Regions from separate parts of the Zea mays genome. Here region 2 is linked to region 1. The links are chromatin contacts, called in public Hi-C maps. All regions are on one chromosome and are shown on one strand. The core of a region is the stretch at or near the end of the contact, and the rest is flanking DNA. Distances in the headings are between cores, read along the strand shown. Region 1 holds the start of LOC103637104 (lysophospholipid acyltransferase LPEAT1). Region 2 holds the start of LOC100281996 (60S ribosomal protein L29-like).

Region 1 (6,995 bases), core at 2,011-4,510:
AAGGTTTTGAAATGATGAATTTTTCAATTGGTATCCTATTTTTGATAGAATTTCAAATTGGTTCACCCTCTTCAAAAACTAACATCTAAAACCCTCTTGAACACTAAGAGGAGGATTTTATTGAGGGGGAGTTTTGTCTAGTCAAAGGAAAAGCATTTGAAACAGGGGGAGAAAATTTCAAATCTTGAAAATGCTTCTCAAAATCTTATTCATTTATCTTTGACTATTTGCAAAAGGACCTTTAAAAAAATTTACAAAAGATTTTGCAAAAACAAAACATGTGGTGCAAGCGTGGTCCAAAATGTTAAAAATAAAGAAACAATCCATGCATATCTTATGAAAATATTTATTGGTTCAATTCTAAGTAATCTTTGCACTTACATTTTGCAAACTAGTTCAATTATGCACTTCTATACTTGCTTTGGTTTGTGTTGACATCAATCACCAAAAAGGGGGAGATTGAAAGGGAATTAGGCTTACACCTTTTTCCTAATTGATTTTGGTGGTTGAATTGCCCAACACAAATAATTGGACTATCTAGTTTGCTCTAGTCTATAAGTTTTACAGGTGCCAAAGGTTCACAATAAGCCAATAAAAAGACCAAGAATGGGTTCAAACAAAGAGAGCAAAAGACAACCCAAAGGAACCCTAGTCTGGCGCACCAGACTGTCCGGTGTGCCACCGGACATTGTCTAGTGCACCAAGGAACTCGAAGCTGAACTTGCCACCTTCGGGAAAATGGGAGGCCGCTCCGCTATAATTCACCGGACTGTCCGGTGAAGCACCGGACAGTGTCTGGTGTCACACCGGACTGTCCGGTGTGCCAGCGGAGCAACGGCTACTTCACGCGCAACGGTTGACTGCAACCGCATTCAATGCACGCCAGAGTCAGAGCACGCGCAGTTGGCGCACTGGACAGTCTACAGGACCTGTCCGGTGCACCACCGGACAGCCCAGAGGCCCCACCAGTCAGAGCTCCAACGGTCAGAACCCAACGGCCGGCTGACGTGGCTAGCGCATCAGACAGTGTCCGGTGGCGCACCGGACTGTCCGGTGCGCCATGCGACATCAGCCTTCCAACGACCACATTTTGGTGGTTGGGGCTATAAATACCCCAACCACCCCACATTCAATTGCATCCAAGTTTTCCACCTTCAACACATTACAAGAGTTATAGCATTCAATTCTAGACACAACCAAAGAGATCAAATCCTCTCCCAAGTCCGGAATCACTCCAAATCAAATAGTGACTAGAGAGAGCGACATTTGTGTTCATTTGAGCTCTTGCGCTTGGATTGCTTCTTTTCTTTCTCATTCTTTCTTGTGATCAAACTCAATTGTAACCGAGGCAAGAGACACCAATTGTGTGGTGGTCCTTGCGGGAACTTTGTGTTTTGTTTGATTGAGAAGAAAAGCTCACTCGGTCTAAGTGACCGTTTGAGAGAGGGAAAGGGTTGAAAGAGACCCGGTCTTTGTGACCACCTCAACGGGGAGCAGGTTTGCAAGAACCGAACCTCGGTAAAACAAATCCTCGTGTCTCACTCTTTATTTGCTTGCGATTTGTTTTCACCCTCTCTCGTGGACTCGTTTATATTTCTAACGCTAACCCGACTTGTAGTTGTGCTTAAGTTTATAAATTTCAGATTCGCCCTATTCACCCCCCTCTAGGCGACTTTCAACAGCCAATCTTCAACGTCCATGGGATCAGCGGAATGGGCAAAGACTGGGGGATGGCTCCTCATGAATTCTGCTCGCTTGTCTCTAGGCACTTGAGGCATCTGGAATTGTTTTCGGACCTTCGACATAAGGCCTCCTAATTTCTTCTATTTTGCGATCTAAGATTGTTATGAAGAAACAATCTCATTTCGCAAGGGACTACTGTTGGGAGCCTATCGTGCCGAAGGTCCCCATTTAACCTCCATGTCGGTGCAAGTAATTGTGTTTCAGGTGCTTTTCTATTGATGGACAAAGGTGACCTTCGGCCGAAGGAACATGTGAAGAAGCTTCGCATATACGTTCAAGTAGCGAAGGTGCGAACCGAAGCTGATACCTTCAGGAAAGGAGAAAGGTTTTGAATGTCTCACATCCGGTTTTAGAAGGTAAACCAAACGCGAACCATGTACATGCTAGGATCAGAAATTCATGTACACGACGATTACATAATTGGTCATTATCACACAATACTGAAATATTAGCAAAAATAAATATTACTTTATTACATCATGATGTCCAAAGCATCCACATAGTCATTAACTTAACACATAAATCAAAGTGTTGAACGAAATGTAGTAAGATAAGGCCTTCACAGGCAGCCGACTAGAGGTTTGCCACTAGCAAAGGAGCTCTCATATAACAAAGCCCAAGACCTACGTAGTGGAGAAAGGAGAAAATACAATATTACCCTGATATCATTTGTAAACAATGAGTGTAAAGCCTTAAGGGGCATGATTGTAATCTTGTACAAAGACAATTCATCTTCCCTATAAATAGGTGACTCGTACCCTGCATAAGTTACATTTTTAAGGGCCATAACTTCGTGCTACTTAGCCTTCGAAGAACCTTCATGCCATCCTGTATCTAGCAGCCGAAGGTATGCTTGTAAACTTCTTTATCAGAAGAGATGAAATAAAATTTTAAGGCATAGGAGATGAGTTTTATATAAAGTTCTACATTGTCTCTTTCGTGTTATTTCATTATGCTTCTCTCTAAAAACTTTCATCCTTCGTTCTAACACTCCGAAGAAGTGTTATATCAAAGGACGAAGGTCTTTGTATTTAACTTGTGTTGCCTTGGTTTTTGATACCTTACGAGAAATTGAAATAAAATACTAACAATTTTCTACTCATAATCTTCCTCCTCCCTTGGACAGATTAAAGGAATGAAGGCTCCTTATCATTGATTATGTTGTCCTGTTTTAGCGTCCCTTTAAGAATCAGAACAAGTGATCAATATTAGAGCCCACCTCTAGTGAATCCACAACAACGAGCACATCTTCATCATGTCTTCGAAGAAGTCAGCATCGAGGTGAGTGTTTTGCTTTTTCTAACTTAGTTCATGTCACATCAAATATTTGAATATCAATTATAAATATTAAATATAGATGTAATTATATTTAATAAATTCGTCTCGTCTTTTAGTCTTTAATTACTTTTTAAATTAAACTTTGATGTTGCTGTTGACGATGTAATTTTAAAATATCTTCTACTTAATCACCACCACCATGTTACTAACTTCCCAGCCGTCCGATCAAAATTCAGCGGTTCATCCTCCTTCTCCCCGCCACCGTCTCCTCGTCGTCTCCTCGTCGCACAAGTCATCACCGACCGTATCCGCATCTCGTCGTCCTCACCATGCCGATCCGGCGTCAGCGCTAGGGTTAGGGTCTCCTCTGCGCCTTTATCGCCATGGCTCCTAACGAAGCCGCTAGCATCACCACCCCGTCCGAGCCGGAGAGCGTGGGCGGCAGTGAGATGAGCAGCGAAGACATGGCCGCCGCCAGTCCGCTCCTCTCGTCGTCCTCCCCCTCCCCTTCCCCCTCCGCAGCCCCGGTGCTGGAGAGCATAGAGGAACTGGACCGGAAGTACGCACCGTACGCGCGGCGGGACGCGTACGGACCGATGGGGCTCGGCCCCGTGAGCGCAGCGGAGGCTGCGCGGCTGGCGTTTGCCGCGGTCGTGCTGGTCCCGCTCCGTGTCGTGGCAGGTGTTCTCGTACTCGTGGTCTACTACCTCGTGTGCCGCGTGTGCACGCTGCGGGTGGAGGAGGACCGGGAGGGCGGCGAAGGGGATGGGTACGCGCGGTTGGACGGGTGGAGGCGGGCGGGGGCTGTGCGGTGCGGCCGCGCACTCGCTCGCGCCATGTTGTTTGTCTTCGGGTTCTATTGGATCCGAGAGTACGACAGCCGCCTTCCCAATGCTGAGGTAGTGACGATGTAGTTCTAGTTCTTTATGCAAGCTTCGGATTGCTTTATTTTCTGCTTGCCTTCTTTGCTCTTGATTTCGTGAGCAAGGGAAGAACTGAATAGTGTAATATTTAACAGTATTTGATACAATATATAGGATAGCTATTAGCCTTGATGTTTGATTGCGGGCAGCATGTTTTTTTTCCTGTGTGGATCAGATAGTGGACCTGTAGCATATGGATTGATTAAATTTATGGTAACTATGTGCACTCTGTCATTGTGCATCGGTGCATCTATTAGTTTGTGTGGAAGAGCTGCATCTATTTGTTTGCAGCTAAAATGTTTGCAGACATCAGAATTTGATGATAATGTGATAATTCTGGTGGTGGTTGTGTAGCATGGTCACCATTTGTAACAGAATATAGTATCAATGTAGTTTTAGCCTTTACTGACTGACTACAGGTGAATCCTACTTGGGGGGGGGGGGGGGGTTGAACGATGAGTGGAATGAATATTATATATGGCTGATTTGTGTCTATGTCATCTCCAGCTATCGTAATTCATTAATATTTCAGGATGGCCATGTGGACCAGTCTAAAGAAATCGAAAGGCCTGGGGCAATTGTGTCTAATCATGTATCTTATGTGGATATTCTTTATCACATGTCAGCCTCTTTTCCTAGTTTTGTTGCTAAGGTACTGTAATGTTTTTTGTGATAATGTAATTATGTTTATTTGATTTCTCAAAACTTTACCATTAAGATATATTGATTTTGACATGCCTCTTTTGCATATCTCTATCCTTCTTGAAGAGATCAGTGGCTAGATTGCCTCTAGTTGGTCTCATAAGGTACTAGCATTCTCTACTGTCTTTGGAGTTATATTTTCACTAAGTTTTGTACCAGAAATTATAACATGATCTTGTGGTAGATAGTTTAACTGGACGAATGTTTACTTGTATTTACTTCATATAAGAATATAAGATAAATTGGAAAAAATGACATGTGTTCTATTTTTATGCAGCAAATGTCTTGGATGCATTTTTGTTCAGCGGGAGTCGAAAACACCAGATTTCAAAGGTGTTTCAGGTGATTTCAATAGGCCTAAACCAACATGGTTTGTCTTTTTTCGTGACATTTGAGGATAAAATCTTATTTTCTAATTGCCAAAACTTGAGTATGTTTGGAAAAATAACGTACTACTGACTACCAAATTTTGGTCAGGAAATTCTGCACTGAACCTTCTGCTAGTTGATTAAAGTCTACTGTTAAATTCCATCCATGATCCTGAAATTATAGTGTCTATTTGATGTAGAATCTCATCACAAACTATTTAATTTGTTTATTCTGATAGAATATTCGCCAAATAGATTACCCTATTTTGATGGGATAATACCATCCTTTGCACATGGAAGTTTGGTAGGTAGGTTTAGGAGGGATTTACTTTCATAGCCAACTAAAAATCTAAGAAGATTTAGTAAAATGATGAAAGTTCAAGTACTATAAGAATGGACAAAAAAGATTTAAATTTGAAAAATCACGAAAGATCTAATGGGGTTTAACTAGATTTAAGAATTTTGAGAATTAAATGGCATTGCTAGCTTGTTCAATACAACTATACAAGTATTAGGCTTAGCACATAGCACATTCTTTATACAGACATTGTTTGGGAACTTTGATGCACTACTACTAGAGACGTGTTTGCATCTTTTGTTATATATCTGGCGTGGTATTGTATGGTAAGGAATACAAAACACATCATTCCATTTTGCTTTTTAGGCTTATGATATTCTATACTGCACACAGGTGCTGTATCTGAAAGAATCCATCGTGCTCATCAACAGAAAAATGCACCAATGATGCTACTCTTCCCTGGTAAGCTCATATTAACTTCATATCTGATCATATATGATTTTCTATACTTCTATAATAGTTTATAATAACATATTAAAATATATGGTCTCTTGGAAAAAAATCACATAACAAGATTTGGAGTATCTTAAAATAAGTCTATAAACATACTCTAGTAAATGAGTATGTGCACATACACAATGTGGTTTATTGAAGATGGAGTAACTACTCCCATGAGTATCACATATAACTTTACATTAAATTGTGGGTACGTCATCGCATTATCATCTTTTCTTGTCAATCCGTTGTTGGGTTAGTCATCTAGTCTTGATAGCAAGATCAAACAGTTGCTTATGTACATTATTAATGATTTGCTAATAATTTTACAATTTACTATTGCAGAGGGCACAACTACAAATGGGGATTATCTCCTTCCATTCAAAACAGGTGCTTTTCTTGCAAAGGCACCAGTTCAACCAGTCATTTTGAGATATCCTTACAAAAGATTTAATGCAGCATGGGATTCCATGTCAGGGGTGAGTATCACTGACAAGTTGTCATGAAATTAGCATTTAAAGGCCAATAATAACTAGATAGGTACATTAACAATGTTATGAAGTGCACTATATTTATTGAGGGCACTAGACCCGAATATATACCACCGATACATGATAGAGACCATGTACAACAAGGACTGTACATATGATACCAAATACGACAAGAACACATACATAGGCATCTAACACCCTCTCAAACTCAAGGTGGATTAAACAATTGAGTTTGGAGAGATAAAACCTATGTTGAGATCTGGTCCACGCTTTCGTGAAATCAACCAATTGAAGCTCTAAAGGCCAACATTTTCAAGACGGACGACTTGTCGTTCTGGCTGACCGACTTGGGCGATTAATCGTGATAGGGCTTCTACAAGCTGTAGTTCACGTTCGATGGCTTCAAGGATCCCCTAAACCAGCTCAACCGTTGTGAGAAGTTATTTTAGGGCCAATATAATCTAGTGTCAGATCGAATTTGGCTTGCCTCATACCATCTCGTCGCTGCTGCCCAAATATTATGTCCTAGAGTAGGATGGAGGCATGCCGACCTAGGATCGTTTCAAGGACCTTTGTCATCTATGCTTCAGCCTGGCCATCTGTGTCAATCTACCTGCGGAGTTTGCTTGACTTCCGTTCCTCTCCATAGTCTAGTCCATAGAGCGTTTCAACGTGCTCCTATGCCATGCATGCAACC
Region 2 (6,995 bases), core at 2,088-4,587, 370 kb before region 1:
AAGGACGCCGCGATCTGGGCCGGTGTAAGCGCGGGGGCGGCCTGCTGGTTGATGGCCGCGCCGGGAGGGCCGAGCGCCATGGCCTCCGACGGCGCAGGGACCGCGGCCAAGGAGACGACCGGCGCTGCGGGCGGGCTTGAGGCTGGCGGCGGCTGCTGTCCCGGTGACAGCGACTTGGAGGAACTCATGATCGTCGAGTGCTCTGATACCAGATTGGTAGAACTACGGATTCTACCGGACAGATTGCGTAGATTGTAGGGAGGGGATTTGGTGCGACCAGGGCGGCGGCGCTGGGGCGCCGTCGTGATCCTGGCTGGGTTGCACGCAGGGAGAAGATCACAGGAGACTCTGGCTCCCTCTGCGAAGCCAGAATAGATTGGAATTCTGCTTATCTTTATTCCAGAGTTTACAGATCTATATATAGAGCTATCTCAAGTCTATCTACTAACTTTGGATAAGTATAACTATCTAGATAGAGTTGATCTAAGTCTATCTACTAACTTTGGATAAGTATAACTAACTAGATAGAGCTTATCTATTAGCTATCGGGCCTTGGGCCCCACCTGGGCAGCCTTGGCCCTATTGCGCCTAACATAGGTTTGGCCATACATAACATATGCACTGTAGACTGCACTGTTTGCAGAGTGATGTTTGAATATGGGTATGAGTATGAATAAGCTGCTGGAGATAGTCTTAAAATGACAACGATGCACCATCAGCATCGCTACCGCATAAACACGCTTCTCCTGCTTGATCATAACTGGAACTAGAAACAGAGGTTGTTGTTCACAAAACCCATGATACCGACACACTGAGCTGAGCACATATCCATGTCACGTTGTTAATTGGCCGACGTTGTTGACCAAACATTCAACATGTTCGCTTAGATTTAATCTGTATCGACTTCTGCAGTGTTTTATCTTTATGGATTGTAGTTGCAGGAGTTCAAACAACTAGCTTTAATCTAAAGCGAACTAAGGAAACCAGTGTAGCCAATGTTGGAGAGGCAAACGGAAAACTTTGTGAATAGAAGGAAACCTGAATAGATCCATTTGAATTCCGAGGTTTCACCCTAGCTATACATGCTCGTCTATGGAAAAAAATTGAGTTTCAAAGAAGATTGGTTATGCATAACAAACCTGAAAAGGAAAAAAGCTGCAACAGGGTCGTGAGTCGTGACGTCACCTTCAGATTGTGAAATTGAGCAGAACAGTCAGGCACGGCTGGCCTCTTATCGCTGGGCTTATTTACTGTGTTTTTAAATATGACTGCTAAGATCAAGATTTTGTGATGCAAAACAGAGCAGGCAGTCGATGTGGCTTTGCCATTTGATAGTATACCTTTCAGGCTATTTGGATCCATTTATTTCAAAGAAATTAAAATTTACTTAACAAAGTAACATATTTGACTTGAAATTTGACATTCCACCACTTTTCAAAATTCAGAAATAAGTATAATTTAAAATCATAGGTGAAAGATGAAAAATAATTTTATGTATTAGTAGAATATATTTCTACTCTGCAATTTATAGGACACTCATCGACTTTAGTAAAAATGTAGCACATAAATATTTCAAACATCTTTTTAATAATAATATACAGTTATATTTTGCCTAAAACCATATTAACTTAATTGATAGATGACTAAATTAATATTATTAGAATGGAATTCAATTCAAGCATCCAAACGGGGCATCAGAGATGAAGCTCATGAGACAATTGCGAAAGCAAAGCATGTTCACTCGCATCACAGGTTAGCACTGGGAGGCTGTGTCACCAAAGCCACAAACTACCGACATGAAGAGGCAAGAAATTGACAGTGTAAGGCAAGAAATCAACAGGTAAATTGGAGATAACAGCACAGGTCACAGAGAACCGAAAATGATACATTAAGTGCCCGATTCTCAAGGACACAACTGATGATTTTAGTTAAATAAACTCCAGATAGGCAACAAGACAAAAAAACAACACTTCAGTACCAATTGATGAATCTCTTTTAATCATACAGATGTGAAAATTAAGTTCACAACTAAGACCCTAACGATACAAGAGATGCATTTGTCGCCACAAACTCAGGCATCATCTCACTCCTCTGACTCAGCCTCACAACTCTTCTTATTGCCCTTCCTTGAGTACCTCAAGTTCCTCAGAAACTTGGGGTCCATCTAAAAGCACACAAAAGAGATCATTAATAGATCATAAAACCCAGTCCAAAACGGCATATTAAGCAAACAGACACAGCAAACAGGAAATAAAAATGAAATTTCAGCAGAGTACAATATTTATGTCAAAAAAATGCAAGTAAAAATAGTCAATATTAAACTACCTAAACCTTCCTCAGAAAACAATTATAATGTTTCAGCAGATAAAGAATAAGTAAAAAATTATTAAAAAAACACACAATTGAAATCAGAAGATGAAACACCAATAATACTAGAGATCATCATACATACTAATTTGTTGTGCAAACAATTTTTTTGGTCAAACAAAGTACATAGCCTGAGATTTAAAGTGTCAATAGCACTCATTCTGTAGGCAAACATCAGTTGTAGCATAAGAATTCAGTCAAATATCAACTAAAATAGCTAAGTAGCTGGCAAAACTTCGATGATACCAGAAGGTATGCAACAAGATTAATATATAAAGACATTCATGTCATGGTAATATTTTAAAAATAAGACGCCAATACAATAAAATACTCACATCCAAAAATATTAGTCGTTTTAGCTCTTGATTTTTATGTCTATGCTTAAATGGATGATAATGAATCTTAGACACATAAAACAAATACATTTGCAGCATATTTCGTCAAAAATAACACGGCAGTCAGCAAGGCAATTTCGAAGGAACAACAGAAAACTAGTATAAATAGGAGCATCTAGTAATGATAGCATCAAGGCATGCTACAAACAAAACTACTGCATTTGCACTCGGGCACAGGCCACAGGCCACATAATAAATATGATCATGTTTCAGCGAAAGGGTAGCTTTCGAATTCAAATCTACTAGCATGTTGAGAGGCGAACAACTGCAATGAAAGGGAAGCACGTACCCCCTTGGTGGAGGTCTGGCGGTGGCGCTTGGGCTTCTTGATGCCGTTCTTGTGCGCCTTGAACGACTGGTTATGCGCCGTGTGGTTCTTAGACTTGGCCATTCCGAACCCCTCTTGCTCCTGCTCCTAATCACCTGTGGTTCCACCATCGGTTCCAAAAAAAAAATCGAGCGATGAACGATCGCGTCAGGAAGAAGACGAGGGACAGATGTTCTCTCTTGTTTCTTACCGGCGTCGGGGGCGCGGAGCAGCTCCGCGGCGGCGTTAAGTGAGCTAGGGTTTCGGGAGAGACGAATCTTCGAGGTTGGGTTTATATAGACGAGGGGGCATTCTCTCAAACCCATTTTTGTACGAGGCGCGGATTCAACCCAGCAGAGGCCCGTTAAGGCTTTGTTCGTTTTGTGCCAATCCATATGAATTGAAAGGGATTAAATCTCCTACAAGTCAAAATCCTCTTCAATCTCTTTCAATCTCCCTCAATTCCTATAGTTTTAGGATCAAACGAACATGGCCTAAGAGATTTTGTTTTACTCTCAATTCATATGAATTAGTTGTGATTAAGTGGGTTTAAATTTCAAACAATTTACAATATTTCATAATTTTTTTAATCTCATCCAATCTGCATAAAATATAAATAACCGAACAAGACCTAAAACTGAGGTTCTGAGTTAAAATTCTATGAAAATCTAACGTTATTTTGACTATCAGTCCTCATGCAAGACTCAAGTGGGTTGTAAATCTTCCACCACCTTAGAGCAACTTTAATAGACTAGCATTTTATAAAGATAAATATGGCTACTATTAAAAGAAAAACATCTCTCACAAACTATGTAATTGCTTTTCAAATTTAGTACCTCTTCATTTATCCATCTTCGCTCTCTATTTTTAGATAGCATGTTTCATTCACCATTCAGTCAGTTGGTTTACAGAGTCTGTTTTATTAGTCTACTATTTTTGTGAAATCTATTTTAGAGAGTAGCTAAATCGGTACATTTAGCTAATCTTTTCGAGTTGCTCTTATATTAGAATTTTACTCTATATTTAAAGAAAATTCTCTATTATTATATATATAGTTTACATATTATAAGTCTTAGGCTTCCAATAACTAGATGAAGTCCTGGCCCCCGGTGCCATCCGGTTCAGCCGAACCAGATTCGGGTGGCTATAAAAACACCCACAGGTCGCTGGAATTAGGTTTTAGCGACGGTGGTGGTTCTCTCGGGCGTGCGAGTGGCGGCGATCCCGGGGGCCGGCGGTGGCACTCCCCCAGGATCACGCGACGGCGGCGCTCCCGAGGCGGGCGGGCAAGCGGCGGCGCTCTCGAGGCGGCCGGGCAAGCGGCGGCGCACCCCAGTGCGGGTGGCGACGGTGGTTGCGCGAGACGTGGTAGGCTTCGGCAGCGGCGGTGGTGGCCATGGGACACGCGGGTCGCTCCGGCGGTCGTGCGAGGCGCGGTCGTCTCCAGCGATGGCGACAACGCGAGGCGTGGGTGGCTCTAGCATCCTTCAATGACCAACTCCTCCGATTTGGTGGCTTCGGTGGCGTCCTTTGATCTAGCGGCCTCAGGATCGTCCTCTAGCGACGAACTATCTGATCCATGTTTATGCCAACAATGATTATGTTTTTATGCCTGCTATTTACACTATTTATGTATTCAAGTGATGATTTTTTACGACGATGAATACGATTTCTACGTCTGCCATAAAATTATCCCAAATTCCCGCAGGGGCTGTTAGTTGAATCGATATTATGTTTTTTATCAATTATGCTACACGGTGTATATATTTATGCGACTTTGTATAAGAATTTATGCGCGTGATCATGTCATCATATTTTTTGCATGCGTGAAGTGCAAACGAAAATATCATCAAAAATTTACGCGCATGCACTGAAAACTCCCAAGGTCTGCCATAATTTTTGGATCTGCATAAAAATAAAAATTGCATGCATTCGACACCCTTTTTGGATGTATCACAAAAAATAGGATCCTGAATACAACACATTAGAGTTATCAACCTCTCTCACATGGATCGGTATTTATGGACATAACTGAGGGGTTTTACGCTCAAAACTTAAGGTTTTTACGCTCGAATCTAGAGATGTGTATACCAGTGTACCACGTGCAGCGTTCCGTATTTCATAAATATCAAGACCGTGTAACATAATTAGTATCAATATATATCATAAACTGGTTGTAACGAGCCTAACTGCATGGCTGTTAGAGTGGTCCTATATTTATGTAAGAAAATGCAGCATTTAAAATAAGATTTTATTGTTTCCATGCATACCAATCAATTTCCTTTCATCGCACATTCCTGTCATCCTAAATTTACGCACATGTAGTAGGAAAAAGATTTTTACGTAGTGTACCGAATTGCATAAATATCTACATCATATAACATAATTAATATCAGCAAATATAATAAACTGGTTCTAACGATCCTAGTTGCATGACTGTTGGAGTGATCCTATATTCATGAAGTCATCTAATTTTTGCATGCATGCAATGGAAATGAAAATGTGATCCAAAATTTACGTACATGCAATAAAACTCCTACGATCTGCCATAATTATCGGATCTACAATAAAAATAGGATCTGCATGCACGCACTGCGCATGTGCACGTGGTCGAGTGGTTGGACAGGGTTTTTACGCTATCTCTGTGAACTATTTACGCTATTTTTGTGGACTATTTACGCTATTTGCGCATAAAAAATAGAACCACAATTTATGCCTTGTGTCCCACGTGGGAGGTTGGTTGTTAGACCGAGAGTTTGACTGACACATGTGGGAGAGGTTGACCTGGTGCATGGGCACTGGGCAGGGGGCACACCTGACGACCTGGCGTGGGTGTGTAGGGACGCGCACTGGTGCGATCCAGCCAGATAGGGGTGGTCGGCCTGGGCTTCCTCTAACATTTGGAAGCTCAGTGCTTCCAATATACCCTCCATATTTGGAAGCTCAGGGCTCAACTCTTCATGGCACAGGTCTACAAACTGGATGGACTTCCCTTGGCAATTGTTTCCGACAGAGACCCCATCTTCACGAGACAGTTTTGGTAGCACCTTTTCAAACTGTCTAGCACGGTTCGTCGTACCATCCTCAAACTAACGAACAAACCAAACGGTGTTAATCAATGTCTCGAGTCATTCCTCCGGTGCTTTATCAGTGCATGTCCAAAGAAGCGAAAAGATTGGTTGGCCGCGGCTGAATACTAGTATAATACACGTTTTCACTCCTCCCTTGGTCGATCACCCTTCGAGGTTCTATACGGCCGCCAGCCCAGATGTCTTGGCTTGTCTGTTAATGACATAGTGACTGCTAGTCTACCTTCCTAGCTGGCTTCGGGAGCGCTCAGTAATGCAAGAATTGGTTCATGAGGCATGAGCACCTACTTTGTGCGCAAAGCCGTATGAAACGCCAAGCAGACAAAAACAACCGCTCGGAACACAGCTTTGCAGTAAATGATTGTGTTTACCTCAAGCTGCAGCCCTATGTCCAAGCTTCTGTCATGCCCCATGCACATCATAAGCTCAACTTCAAATCCTTTGGACCCTATCAAATCCTTGCCGCGCACATACATGAATATTGTCAATTATGGTGCGAGGTAAATCAGCTTCGCTTAATGCACAATACCTCCGACCTTATCAAGTGGAAGTTTACTATGAGTGGCCAGTACACAACTCAGTCAGCCTACCAAGCGCAATTTTATGACTCCACATGCAGGAATTTTAATAGTATAATTTGGAGAGCTTGGGCGCCACCAAAGTGCAAATTCTTCAGTTGGCTTGCTGTTCAAAATAGAGTTTGGACAGCAGACAGGTTGGCAAGAAGGGGATGGCCTCATAATCCGCGCTGTGTCCTATGCGCCTCATGCCCAGAATCTGGACTACATCTGTTTGCTGAATGTTGCTTCACCAGACATATTTGGGCTGATTTGAGTA

What was found. A called contact is a pair of places that touch in the nucleus more often than the background predicts.
Region 2: a contact with region 1 is called in a Hi-C map of leaf, with 6 times the contacts expected there. The contact joins the promoter of LOC100281996 here to the promoter of LOC103637104 in region 1. A contact is called at or near these places in 2 of 25 Hi-C or Micro-C datasets (bundle sheath and leaf).

What each region holds. Positions count from the first base shown.
Region 1 is chr8:95,694,022-95,701,016 of Zm-B73-REFERENCE-NAM-5.0, reverse strand. It overlaps LOC103637104 (lysophospholipid acyltransferase LPEAT1), which reads left to right and starts at 3,260. Exons shown (of 9, transcript NM_001411375.1): 1 at 3,260-3,920; 2 at 4,477-4,596; 3 at 4,713-4,750; 4 at 4,924-4,988; 5 at 5,706-5,774; 6 at 6,153-6,286. The coding sequence starts at 3,405.
Region 2 is chr8:96,065,735-96,072,729 of Zm-B73-REFERENCE-NAM-5.0, reverse strand. It overlaps LOC100281996 (60S ribosomal protein L29-like), which reads right to left and starts at 3,337. Exons shown (of 3, transcript NM_001154911.2): 1 at 3,281-3,337; 2 at 3,052-3,185; 3 at 1,865-2,164. The coding sequence starts at 3,153. The coding sequence ends at 2,084.